2 separate regions of the Zea mays genome follow, and region 1 is linked to region 2. A link is a contact called in public Hi-C data. All regions are on one chromosome and are shown on one strand. The core of a region is the stretch at or near the end of the contact, and the rest is flanking DNA. Distances in the headings are between cores, read along the strand shown.

Region 1 (6,334 bases), core at 472-2,971, 190 kb after region 2:
TTCTGGTCATCACATTTGCCAAGAACTCCTTATGACATCTCCCTTGATGATGAGACGCAAAATCGCAATGATCAGGTGACACTTTGTGTAAAGTATGTTATGGAATAGCTGTACCTTTTGTTAGTATTACTGAACAAATCTGACATTGATCCAGGGGTTTGAAAAAATGATATCTGGGATTTATCTTGGGGAAATTGCAAGGCTGGTGCTGCATCGAATGGCTCTAGAATCAGATGTCTTTGGTGATGCCGCTGATAATCTATCCACCCCCTTCACATTGAGGTACCTTAAGTTTTCTATGTTTTGTTTATTCCATTTTTTTTTGTGTAGTGGAAAAGGTGAAGTAGATTTTTTCAAAGGAAACGTAGCAAGTATCGGGTTATATTTGCTACCAATGCAGTACTCTATGTTGTGTTCTGCATCTTTGGATTCATGCTTCCCAATGTCAAGTACATGATCCATATCATATCTATGTTGGAAACCTTCCTGCTCAGCTGTGCATATTACTGCAGAATGTTTCATGTTTATGCGTCATTGGGTGTTAAATATAGGCTTAATTAGGTTTAATAAATCCGTCTCGTATTTTAGTCTTCATCTGCGTAATTAGTTTTATAATTAAACTATATTTAATACCCATAAATATCATTCAAACATTCGATGTGACAGGAACTAAACTTTAGTTGGGTCGAACCAAACACTAAAAGGCAAAATCACGTTGGCGATTACCTAAACTAAAGCTTGTGCGCAGAAAATATTGCTGATACTTTAGTATATGCTTCTGTTTGTGTTCCAGCACACCACTTCTGGCTGCAATTCGCAAGGACGATTCACCAGATCTGAGCGAAGTCAGAAGGATATTGCAAGACCATCTGAAGGTCAGCTTTCCCGATCTCCCTGAAGTTAAGCATGTGTGTTCCTTCAACCTGTACTGAAGTTTTGGTGATTTTGCTGCAGATACCGGACACTCCTCTGAAAACTCGGAGGCTAGTCGTCAAAGTCTGCGACATCGTCACCCGGAGAGCTGCCCGCCTAGCCGCCGCTGGCATTGTTGGGATACTGAAAAAGCTGGGTCGGGATGGGAGCGGCATTGCCTCAAGCGGGAGAACGCGAGGGCAGCTGAGGCGGACGGTGGTGGCGATCGAGGGTGGCCTATATGAGGGCTACCCGGAGTTCAGGGAGTACCTAGATGAAGCCCTGGTGGAGATCTTGGGGGAGGAGGTGGCGCGGACGGTGACACTGGAGGTGACAGTGGATGGGTCTGGGGCCGGCGCTGCCCTCCTCGCCGCCGTACATTCGTCGAATAGACAGCAAGGTTCCATATAGGGAGAAGGGAAGATGGTGATACAGCCCCTCTGTGCAAATGTAAAAAGGGATATTATTTGATATCTATATTCATATATATAAAATCTGGTCTTGTGCAGAGAAATACCTGTTCTCCTATCTCAAGCTCTTATCACTCTTCTGCCTTGCTCTTGTGGATGTAGGCGTTGCTGTGTACTAGGTTTACCTTTTTTTTTCAGTGTGGAAGGGAATTATGATTCTTTGTAAGTCCGAGTTGCTGATGAACTGATCTTGTGACCAAAATGGCAAAATGTCATGAGTCATGACAAGCTGAGATAACCATTTTTTTTTTCTAATGTTGGACGCAGCAATGGACATCACATTGGTCCTTGAGGTTGAAGGATCATCTACTGAGTCATTTACTAAGAGATCAGAGATCAAACATTCATCAGATGGTCTGATTAGACAGGGGAGCACCAAACTGTATGAGCTGAGACGACTGGATCCTTGAGTAGTTAGAAAGAAGCCCAATAAGAGAATTGGCCCATACCATCAAGGCAGTACGTACGTGGGCCACGGGCCACAAACGGCAAAAGCCGGCGGAACCCAATTGCCATGGAACCCGGCGCGTGCCCCATTCGAAAAGGCGCGACGGCTTCTTCCAGAAGGCTCCGAGCCACACGTCGGCTCCTCCCGTCTCCTCTGCCTCCGCTCGCGCCTCCCGCCGTCTCTCTGTCGCCGTCGCCGTTCTGCCGCCGCCGGACACGTCGTGAGCTCTCTCTCTCCTGTGTGCACCTTCTCGATCTCCTTCTCCCGGATAATTGCACCCTCCATTTGCCGTTCTCATCCATGTGTTCTGTTCGATAGGGCTCCCCTATTCGACCATTCGTTTCTGTGCCTATCGTATCGAGGTTTCGCTCGTGCAGTTACAACAAGGATTGCACGGATTTTGCTGCGAATGGTGCACGGCCGGAGGATATTACGATACAATCGCAAGGTGAAGTGCCTTCTACACTTGGCAATTTCGCACCCTTAACGGTTGTTTGTTGCGTTTTGATCTCCACAAATCCGGTAATATAGCGGAATGACGCCCTTTTGCTATCAGTAGCATAGCAGAGCAGGAATTTGTTTGTGCATGTTTGGAATTTTGTCTGCATTGATGATGTGGGTAGCGCCGAATCCTTCTGACGTTTACAGTTTGATACGGCGTCTTGGTTTATCTGAAGGATAAGGTGGATTGGACTCTCTTGACGGTAACAATCCGGTCAATTAGAAGTAACTTCACATGAATGACTTTATATTTTAGTCTCACTCTCACATCAACTTACCTTTAATTTGACGTGGATTGGACTGACACATCACCAACCGGGAGAAGAAGACTAGTGAGACTTAGTCTTTTTTTTTCCTTCCTTTTTTATTCTGAGCCAACAATATAGCCTGGAAAAAGCACATTGATTCAGATGAGACGTTATAAGATCTGGTATTATGGAAATTTCCTTGACGTACGAGTTTTACAGGACGATCTTCGTTGTTAAAGGTTGTCTCTTATCACTATCAGCTATCAAAGGTGTGCGGAAAGTGGTGATGATAACAGAGGGACACAAAAGAGCTTTACTAAAACCAAACACAGATGTTCTCTCTCAATCATCTGCATTTCGTATTGTCCATATTTGAAGTAAGGTAACGCCAAGTGGTGGGCATATTATCGATCAAATGTTCAGAAGCACATGAATTCAATAGATATTGATATATGTATAATCTGAAGAAAATGAAAGGAAAGCTCCGTATTATAGCAGATACTAGATGGTGGTTCAGACACTTTTTTGGAGTCTTTGGTTGAAATGGTAAATAGTATGTACAACTCAACTGTGCTTTGAACTGGGAAAACAATTTCTTGTTTTTTTTCAAGTCGGTATATTCGTCGAGCTACACGCCTAACAAGTGCTACATGTATCCTCCTCATTCTTTGTACCAGAAACGAGATGCCTTTGTCAGAGAATGAACTTGAAATCGGCTTCTTGAATAATTGCAGCACGGCTGTTCAGAGAGTTGGTGGACATGTGCATCATGTTGCAAGCTGGTAAGATTGTACAAATAGTTACTGCTGAAAATTCGATCAGGCCAGGTTATTTAAATCCATAGTCTCTACCTAGTGGTGGTGGCAGAATCCTTGATCCTATCACGGTTGCAAAGTGACTAGTAATGTGGCATTGGGGGTCTGGGTTAGAATTTCTGGCTTCGGGAAGGCACCGTGGTGGTGTGGGTGCAGAGTGGCGGCATGTCAGTGAGCGAGGGAGGGAGAGAATGTGTAAGGGCCATTGAGGCCAGGCAAGATGTTTGCCTTGCTTGCTTTAAAACGGTTACATAACCCTTACAGATTTGGACTCTTAGGCCCTGTTTGGGAAAAAAGTTTTTGAAAACCACAGTTTTTGAAATACTACAGTATACTTTAGTCATGACAATACCGTAGTTTACAATACCACAATTTTGGAAACTGAGGTCTAGACCTAAGTTTAGAATACCTTAAAACAACTATAGTATTTGCAATACTTCAGTTTTGAAAACAGAGATTTTAGCCAGCTTGCCAAACACCATTATGTATATAATACTGCAGTATTTGAGAATACTGCAGTATTCTTCCAAAACTATGAAAAAACTTCACTCCCAAACACCCCCTTATTTTCTAACAAATCGATCCTATTTCCTAAACCAACTCAATCTCAAGCAAACTAGAGAAGAAATCCTTATAGATTTGGACCCACCTTTTCTAACAAACCAATCCTATTTTCTAAACCAACGCAATCTCTGGTTCTAAGAAATCTCTATTTTAACTACTCCGACTCATGCGCTACAGGGCTACTGCACGTGCTATAGTACTGGAGGTACGGTTCACACCGGGTCTAATTTGGGCGCAACACCTACGTGGCCCATTTTTCGACGCACACAAAAGATACCGGTTATAACATGTGGACCAACCGTTGAAGCTTATTGCCCTAACATTGATGTTCATCTTGTTACATATCCACATCTAATGTACTATGAACCCGAATTTTTTGTTTTTTAGCCCCTTTTGTGACACAAATTTACGTTTGGACCCCCAGAAATTTTATTTGCACGTTTGGACCCGATGCTCGGCGCCATAGGCTGTGGCGCCGAGGTAACACCTAGCCTGGAGGGGGCTATTAGAAGAGCTGAAGAAGAAATTATTATTTGGAAGTTTGCGGGGGCCAAGCATCTTGCCCTAATTACAGCTCCCATTCCAGGTGTCATGTAGGGCTCTAGTAGAGAGTCCAGTAGGCCTTGTTTATTTTCTTTCTTCTTTTTCTTCTTTATTTCTTTTTTTTTCTGTTGTGTTTGTATTTGGTCTAATTTTAGACCCTTCTTCTTAATTCAATGATACGCAGCTCTCCTGCGTGTTCGAAAAAAAAGGTAACACAGCTCGGCGCCACAGCCTATGGCGCCGAGCTCTGACGTGGCCATGGCGGGCAGGGGTGACGTGGAAGTCCGCGTGACACCTAGCTCGGCGCCACAGATCTTGGCGCCGAGCTAGGAATTAACCGCGAGCCCCTTTTCTCTGCGTTTCTTCTCTGTTACTTTTCACGTTTAGCCGCCGCCGCCGTTCCCGAGTTAGGAAATAGCCGCCGCCGTTCCCGAGCTCCGCCCACCCCGCCCGCCGAGCTCCGGCGACCGCGCTCGGTGTCCGCCCGACCGCCGAGCTCGCCCGCCCCGCCCGCCGAGCTCGCCAGTGCCGGCCGCCGCGCGCACGGCACCGGCCGCCGAGCTCGCTCGCCACCGCGCCCGCTCGCCACCGCGCCAGCTCCCGCCCCGGCCCGGCCACCGCGCCATCTCCCGCCCCGGCCGCCGCGCGCCCCCGGCCCGTCCACTGCCGCCAGGTAATTTTTTTAATTACTTAGTTAGTAAACTGTTAGCTATTGTTAGTGTTTAGTAATTAGTTAGCTATCCACTTATTTATTGTTTAGTAAATAGTTAGATATTTTCTTGTTAGTGTTTATTAAAATAGTTAGCTAGTTTCTTGCTTAGCATATTGTTAGTGTTTAGTAAATTCTTAGTGATTATATAGTTAGCATTTTGTTTAGCGCATTGATATTACATGTTTTCTGTGTTGGCAACCATCGTGTTGTCGTTTATTCGCAGGTTCTATAAACATCACTTTACAGGGGAGGTGCTCCCAAATTTTTTATTGACAATAGTTTTTTTGTGCGTAGGTGTTCGTCCGACTTGACCTTCTCCACCGTTAGCTGGACTCATACGCGATCTCAGGTATACATTGTTTTCGTACATTATTCATAGATTATGTAATTTCGTTTGATGTGTTCATTTAATATTTACTATATAGTTATTAGTTAATATATATTTATTACTTAGTAAGTTTGTAGGCTTAAGTATATAGCCATTATTGAGTTAGTAATCCATTTTTGCAATAGATGGACAACCTAGTAACACTATACCATGGAGGAAGGGTGGAGATAGATGGTTATGGGAATGTTACTTTTGATGGTATGAAGATCGTGAGGAGATTAGTTGCGACATAAACGACCCTAGAATATCAATTCAGGGTTTGTTGTCCCATATTACATATGGAACAGTTGTCCGACGGTTGATCTCCATTACCTCAGAAGATGATTGGGTGATATATTTAAGAATTGTGAAGACGATGGTTCCACCATGTTTGGATGTGGTTGTTCAAAAGTTACCTGTTAGTCATTGCGATGGTCCGGTCGGGTTGTCTCCACAAATGCCAAATGCATCTCGTATTGAAGCTCCTTTGGTAGAGCTTCATGAAGAAGTGGTTGTTGTGCCCGATGCTCAATCGGGGCCGCACGAGTATGGGATTTCTCGTCCTCTTCCTGACGTTTGTGGGGCTTCTAATCCGGTGGTACCCCCCCAAGAGATCCCATTGACCCAGGATCCAGTTCACGATCATCCTAGTAAGTGTCTTTGACACGTTGTTCGTATCCATCGTTATTTCGTTTGATTAGACTTTTTAATGTGGTTTTTCTTGCTTCGACCCGATGCAGGATCTCCACATATC
Region 2 (6,358 bases), core at 1,439-3,938:
GAGGAGGAAGTGGCGCCGCAGGCAGCTGAATGGGGCATGATGGATGCGCTCGCCAAGAGGTCGTCGGTGAAGGTGCGTCACTGTCCAGGTGCTTGGCTTGGATCAGAATATTGTTGGCGGTGACACTGTCTTCTCTCGATCGATCGATCGATGACAGGCGGTGTTTGTTGGGCACAACCACGGGCTGGACTGGTGCTGCCCCTACGACGGCGAGGAGCGGGAGCAGGAGCTGTGGCTGTGCTTCGCACGGCACACGGGGTACGGGGGATACGGTGACTGGCCCAGAGGAGCGAGGATCCTTGAGGTCACGGAGGAGCCATTCTCGGCCGTGTCATGGATACGGATGGAGAACGGGACCAGGCACAGCGACGTTACACTAACCTCCTGAATCCATCTGCCTGCTTGATTCTCTTGTACAATGTACAGTATAGAGGATATTTCTTTATATATATAAACAACGTATATAAATATAACAACACCAAAAATAAGAGCACCGGAGGACATAGTATATGGCCCCCGGTAGTTTCTTAAAGGGCTAGTTTGAAAGCCACGAAATCGAAGAAAATTTGGAGCGGCTAAAATTCTCTCTTTATTCAAAATTAAAATTAAATAAAGAAAGAATTTTAGCCCCTTCAATTCTCTATGGATTTTAGACTCTCAAACTAGACCTAAAATATTTACTTGTTTTTGTAGAAATTTTGGCTCGTCTTCACAATGCTATTTCGCCGCCATTTCTCTCCGCCAAACAGGTCAAAAAAAGTGTTGCTACATGTACAACTTTATTGATAGACTTACAAACGATTAGGGTCATCTAATGGCTCATAATATATTAGTTCAGAATAAGAGTCAATGACAGCCATATAATTTTAAACTAAAATTATTTAAGAACCATAATTTAATGTAAAAAATATATTTGAATCATGATCCATTATCGCTCTAGTTATAGCTGAAATATTTTTCCAAAACAAAAGTGCATCCGGCGAGGAGCTCCTTAATTCGTGCTCGCAGTGGGTGCTGCTGCCTAGAGTTCAAAGTTGGGGCATCATGCTTGTAGCTTGAGCGACCCTTTTGTGGTGTCAAGGAGAAGTTCGATGGTGATTTTATATTGAATGATTGGTGTAATAGTGCAAAGAGTAGGTCACACTACCTGTTAGTGCTCTTGTACCACGATGCTCATTGGTTGCACTATAAAATCACAGTCGAAGGAACAAGTGTGACATTTCCTAAGATTGTGTTGGAAAATGGATTATGGGTATAAAAGGAATGATATAGAGAGTGTTCGGTTTATAGAGACTAATTTTAGTCCAGCTATTTTATTCTATTTTAGTTTCTAAATTAGTAATATTTTCGGAAAGTTTCCGTGTTGGATAATTTAGTAACTAAAATAAAATAGAATAAAATAGAGGGACTAAAAATATATATTTTTATACTACTCTATTAAGAACCTAATGTGGACGTCTAGTGCTACCACGTCTTCACCCTCCGCGGCCTGCCCCACGCGCCCCGCCTCGGCGCTGTGCCCTGTGTACCCCACACCCAGCGTCCGTGCAACCAGCTACTACGCCTGCCCAGCATCTGACCCCACCCGTGTGGCTACTTGTCTATCACATTGTGCAAAAAATAATGCAGAACGAGCACTTAAACTCATAACCCCTGCTCCAGAAATTTATCTTAGTATTTAGAATTAAAGAATAATTATATTTAAATAAATATTTTAATAGTAGCAACCGTAGTAAAGCACGATCAACTGGCTATTATCTAAAAACCAAACATCCTGTAATTTGAGAGAGAGAGAGAGAATGGGCCGCATTACATTGCATTGCAGCGGATGGACCTGGCCGCCCTCACGAGGCTGACTCGCACGTGCTCCTCACACCTCTTGTCTTGGGCCGAAACAAAGGTAGGCGAGGACGCACGCAGCGCAGTCAACCAGATGATCTCCCATTCTCCATCTTCCAACATCTGAAGAGGGGTTCCAAATTCTGAAGCCGATGGGGACGCAGAGCGAAGGCTGCGACGGAAGCTGGCATGCCCCGTCCCCACGCCGCCACGCGCGATCGCGACCCCGAAGCAGGCTCACGAATCGCAGGCCGGGGAGCGCGAGCCGACGCCCGCTGATCATCAGGCTCAAGAATAGCAAGACATCCCTCCCCTAACCAAACGGGGCAGGGGTCCGGTCAGCTCGGCCAGGAATTCCACGAGCCCGTCCAACGCGCGCCTTTGTATTCTACGTGCTATTCATGCAGCGTCCGGCGCCACAGGCCGCGATCGGCGGAGGACCTTCTCGCCGCGCATGCATCTATCTCAGCAGCGCCCGGCCGCCGCCGGGCCGCGTGTTTGTGTTTGTGTGTTAGGCCAGCCGGGATCGCGACCGCCGTTGCCATCCTCGCGCATACGGCCATGGCGTACTAGCTGTATCCCAATCCCCAACTACGTACGTGCAGTATAGAAACTAGAGAAAAATGGCTGTGTACGTAGACGTAGTGGTGGAAACTTGGGGGAGAAAAAACAAGAACCGATCCATCGTCAACGACCGGCCGGGGACTTGCTGGATGGCTATGATCGTGTGGCCTGCCCAACTGGATAGTGGCCGCCTTGGAACGGCCTGCACTGCCTACAGCTCTACCTGGCTATAAATATGGCCGCGATGCCTCGGTGAATTGCATGCAGAGTGCAGTAGAACGGCATCAGTTACACTAGTAGTGCTCATCTCGCTGGTACTGCTGAGCTGACCACCGCCGATCCTTCCAAGATGGCGAGGCAGGGTGTCGTCGCTTCCATGCATGCGCTGGCATTGCTTCTCGGAGCATTCGCAGCCATTCCTACAGGTAGACTATACCTATACGTGCATGCGCATCCACCCATAATCCGTGCATGCATGCATGATTATTGACACTAATGTCCTTATTACTAAACAGGAGTCCAATCCATCGGCGTGTGCTACGGCGTGAACGGCGACAACCTGCCCCCGGCGAGCGACGTGGTGCAGCTGTACCAGTCCAACGGCATCAACCTGATGCGCATCTACTTCCCGGACGCCAACGCGCTGAACGCGCTGAGCGGCACCAGCATCGGGCTCATCATGGACGTGCCCAACACGGACCTCGCCTCGCTGGCCTCCGACCCGAGCGCGGCGGCCGCCTGGGTGCAGAGCAACGTGCAGGCGTTCCCGTCGGTCAGCTTCCGCTACATCGCCGTGGGCAACGAGGCCTCCGGCGGGGACACCGGCAGCATCCTTCCCGCCATGAAGAACCTCAACGCGGCGCTGGCCAACGCCGGCCTGGGCGGCAGCATCAAGGTGTCCACGGCGGTGCAGAGCGACGTCACCCAGGGCTTCCCGCCGTCGCAGGGCACCTTCTCGCAGGGCTACATGGCGCCCATCGCGCAGTACCTGCAGAGCACCGGCGCCCCGCTGCTGTGCAACGTCTACCCCTACTTCTCCTACATCGGCAACCCGGCCCAGATCGACCTCAGCTACGCGCTCTTCACCTCGCCGGGCACCGTCGTGCAGGACGGCAGCAACGCGTACCAGAACCTCTTCGACGCGCTCGTCGACACCTTCGTCTCCGCGCTCCAGAACGCCGGCGCCGGCAACGTCCCAGTCGTCGTGTCCGAGAGCGGCTGGCCGTCCGCCGGGGGCGACGCCGCCACCGCGGCCAACGCGCAGACCTACAACCAGAACCTCATCAACCACGTCGGCCAGGGCACGCCCAAGCGCCCTGGCCCCATCGAGACCTACATCTTCGCCATGTTCAACGAGGACCAGAAGACGGGAGCCGAGTCGGAGAGGCACTTCGGCCTCTTCAACCCGGACAAATCGCCGGCGTACCCCATCAATTTCTCCTAATTCCTAAACAAGACGCCGAGGTCCATTCCAAGACATTTATAAGGCAATACACACACATAGATATATACATACACATACATACGGGAGAAAGTAGAATAAATAAACTGCCTGCAGTAGAATGCAAAGTGTATTCATGTAAGGCAACTGCTTCGATTATTTCCTAAAGATCAATAACAAGAAGTACAATTATTTCTATATATGCTTTCAATTCCTCCTAATTTTCTCCTTTGCGAGCATGCATATTTCCAAGAGAGCCAAGACAATCGCCAAACTAAGGACGTGTTACTCGTTCTATTCCACAAATTTAGGTCATGTTTAGTTTCAATTAGTCCTAGGACTAAACTTTAGTCCCTACATGTTTGGTTTTAAGGACTAAATAGATCCTAAAGTCATTAAATACATTGTCCAAAGACTAAAATGCCCTTAGAATATACTCATAATATTAGTTATCTATAAAAAAGGTAAGGGCAACATGATAATTATGAGCTTTTAGTCTCTTTTAGCACCTATGTGAAGGACTAAAGACTAAATCATTTTAGTCTATATTTTAGTCCTAGTGTTTGGCAAAAAAGGGACTAAATGAGACTAAAAACTAGAGACTAATCTTTAATCCCTCTAACAAACACCCCCTTATTGAAATTGACTCATCCCTAGTATTATTACTAATTATTAGATTATAAAAAATAAAATAGTGATAGATGAACTTATTATATTCCACAAACTAAACAAAAAAAAAGCGAGAACTCATTCCTCAAACCATACACGCTATAATTAAACTCTCTCTCTGTGTCTCTGAGCATGAACACGGAGAAGAGAGCGTCTAATTACACTCGTCTTCTCGGCCTGTTCCTGGTGCGTGGACCGACAACGGTGGCGGGTTCCTTCTCCTCCACCGGTACCGGCGGCAGCTCTTCCTCTGCGTCCTCATCCGCTTCGTTAATGTCGTCGTCTTCCTCACCGGCGCCGTCGTCATCGGACGCCTCGTTCTCTTCCAGTATCGCCCGGTTTATCTCCATCTGCGCATGCACGGGCAGCCGCCGTTTGGCTAAGCGTTGTTAACAGTAAATTGTACGTCGCTTCAGTCGAGTTTGTGGATAACCAGATGTGCATTTTTTTTAATTCAACCCCAGGTACACAACTACAAGCAGAGTAGCGCGCGCAAGCAGCTGCTAGCAGAAGCGCACGTGTTGCGGGTACTGTCATACTGTGTTGTAGTGGTACTCTTACCGTACCTCCCTTAGGAATCGGTCGTCGAGGTCGTCGGCGACGCGAGCGGCGGTGACGAGCGTGCCGACGAAGAGGGAGAGCGGGAGCACGAAGGCGAGGATGAGCGCGTTGGTGCTGGGCGGCCCGCCGGCGCGCACCACCAAGAGGCGGCCCCGGCCCCGACCCCGCCGCCGCGCGCCGCCTGGTGGCAGCGGCCTGGCGCAGCAGCTGCTGGCTCGGACGGCGGCAGGGCGGCCGCAGCACGGCGGCGTGGCGCCGAGGCGAGGTGGCAGGCAGAGCGCACTGAGGTGGCCGCCCCGCGCCATGGCCTGCTCCTCGAAGCCTCCGGAATCGCAGGCTCCCAGCGGTCGGGGCAGCCTTATCCGGTGGCGGTGGTGCTGTTGGCAAGCACCAGGCACTGGGCAACTTGGCAATGCGCGCGCGCGCGCTTCAGTGACCTGGACCTGGACCTGGACTGATTGAGGCGGCGGATTGGGCTGGACGGGATGCCATGAAGAGGCTTTCTAGGCCCGCGTATGCCAGACACCGGTCCAAGTCCAACATAGCGTGGGAGGATTCAGCCCAGCTAAACAGCTTATCCGGTGGGCTGCCGAAGCAAAAAAATAAAAATAAAATTATATAAAAAATATGTGCCGCGGGGTTGCCAGCGGTTTCGTGTTTATGAAAATTAAAAAAGATGTCACGTCCGGAGCTCGCGACCGCGAGACTGGGCGATGACTTGGGTGGATGTGCTTTTAGCGCGACCATATCTGTGATCTGCTGGACGCGTGAATGCTGCGGTACTTATTTTCTGCGATCTGTTGGATGGCGTGGCGTGGCAGCGCAGCAACTAAAACGGGACGACCAGAGCCCTGTTAAGTAACCATAGTTAAGGTTATGTGGGCAAATACCTGTTTTGCCCCTGAGGGGTCTCACATCTCTATATAAGGAACATGTACACCCCCTCATAATACAGAGATCAGAAAGAGGCCAGAGGCCCAACCCTATATCCAGTGTCTCGTGTGTTTCCTCTGTCGTGCTTATGGGAAGGGAGACGGGTTCTCTACATCTTCTTGCGCCTCTACTTCTGACGGGAGGGAAGGGAGCGGATCTGGTGATCCGTGGTAACGTAGTTCTTAACACGTTATCAGCACGCTCTACCTCGACGTTGCTGCGGGATCAGATCTGCATCAACTCTTCGTCAAGCTGGCAGGTCTTTTGGCCTAGCCAAACTGTCCTACGCGACAGGCTTCGTTTCCGTTCGCTGATGAAGAAATGTGGTATGAAATCTCTGGTGGACGATTT

Evidence for each region. A called contact is a pair of places that touch in the nucleus more often than the background predicts.
Region 1: a contact with region 2 is called in a Hi-C map of ear, with 3 times the contacts expected there. The contact joins the promoter of LOC118476712 here to the promoter of LOC100037765 in region 2. A contact is called at or near these places in 12 of 25 Hi-C or Micro-C datasets (bundle sheath, ear, endosperm and 5 more) and 1 of 3 datasets of contacts at active chromatin or transcription factors (leaf).

Annotation. Positions count from the first base shown.
Region 1 is chr3:154,282,888-154,289,221 of Zm-B73-REFERENCE-NAM-5.0, forward strand. LOC118476712 reads left to right here and starts at 1,722. Exons shown (of 4, transcript XM_035966345.1): 1 at 1,722-2,068; 2 at 2,149-2,278; 3 at 3,257-3,361; 4 at 3,435-4,710. The coding sequence starts at 1,897. The coding sequence ends at 3,477. It overlaps LOC103650768 (hexokinase-3), which reads left to right. Exons shown (of 9, transcript XM_008676343.4): 6 at 1-75; 7 at 155-282; 8 at 794-875; 9 at 955-1,637. The coding sequence ends at 1,323.
Region 2 is chr3:154,096,723-154,103,080 of Zm-B73-REFERENCE-NAM-5.0, forward strand. It overlaps LOC100037765 (glucan endo-1,3-beta-glucosidase homolog 1), which reads left to right and starts at 2,689. Exons shown (of 2, transcript NM_001112264.2): 1 at 2,689-2,828; 2 at 2,919-4,028. The coding sequence starts at 2,753. The coding sequence ends at 3,847. It overlaps LOC103650765 (probable inactive purple acid phosphatase 16), which reads left to right. Exons shown (of 3, transcript XM_008676338.4): 2 at 1-72; 3 at 158-764. The coding sequence ends at 388. LOC100277443 (high chlorophyll fluorescence 153) reads right to left here and starts at 5,456. Exons shown (of 2, transcript NM_001151004.2): 1 at 5,080-5,456; 2 at 4,481-4,863. The coding sequence starts at 5,379. The coding sequence ends at 4,672.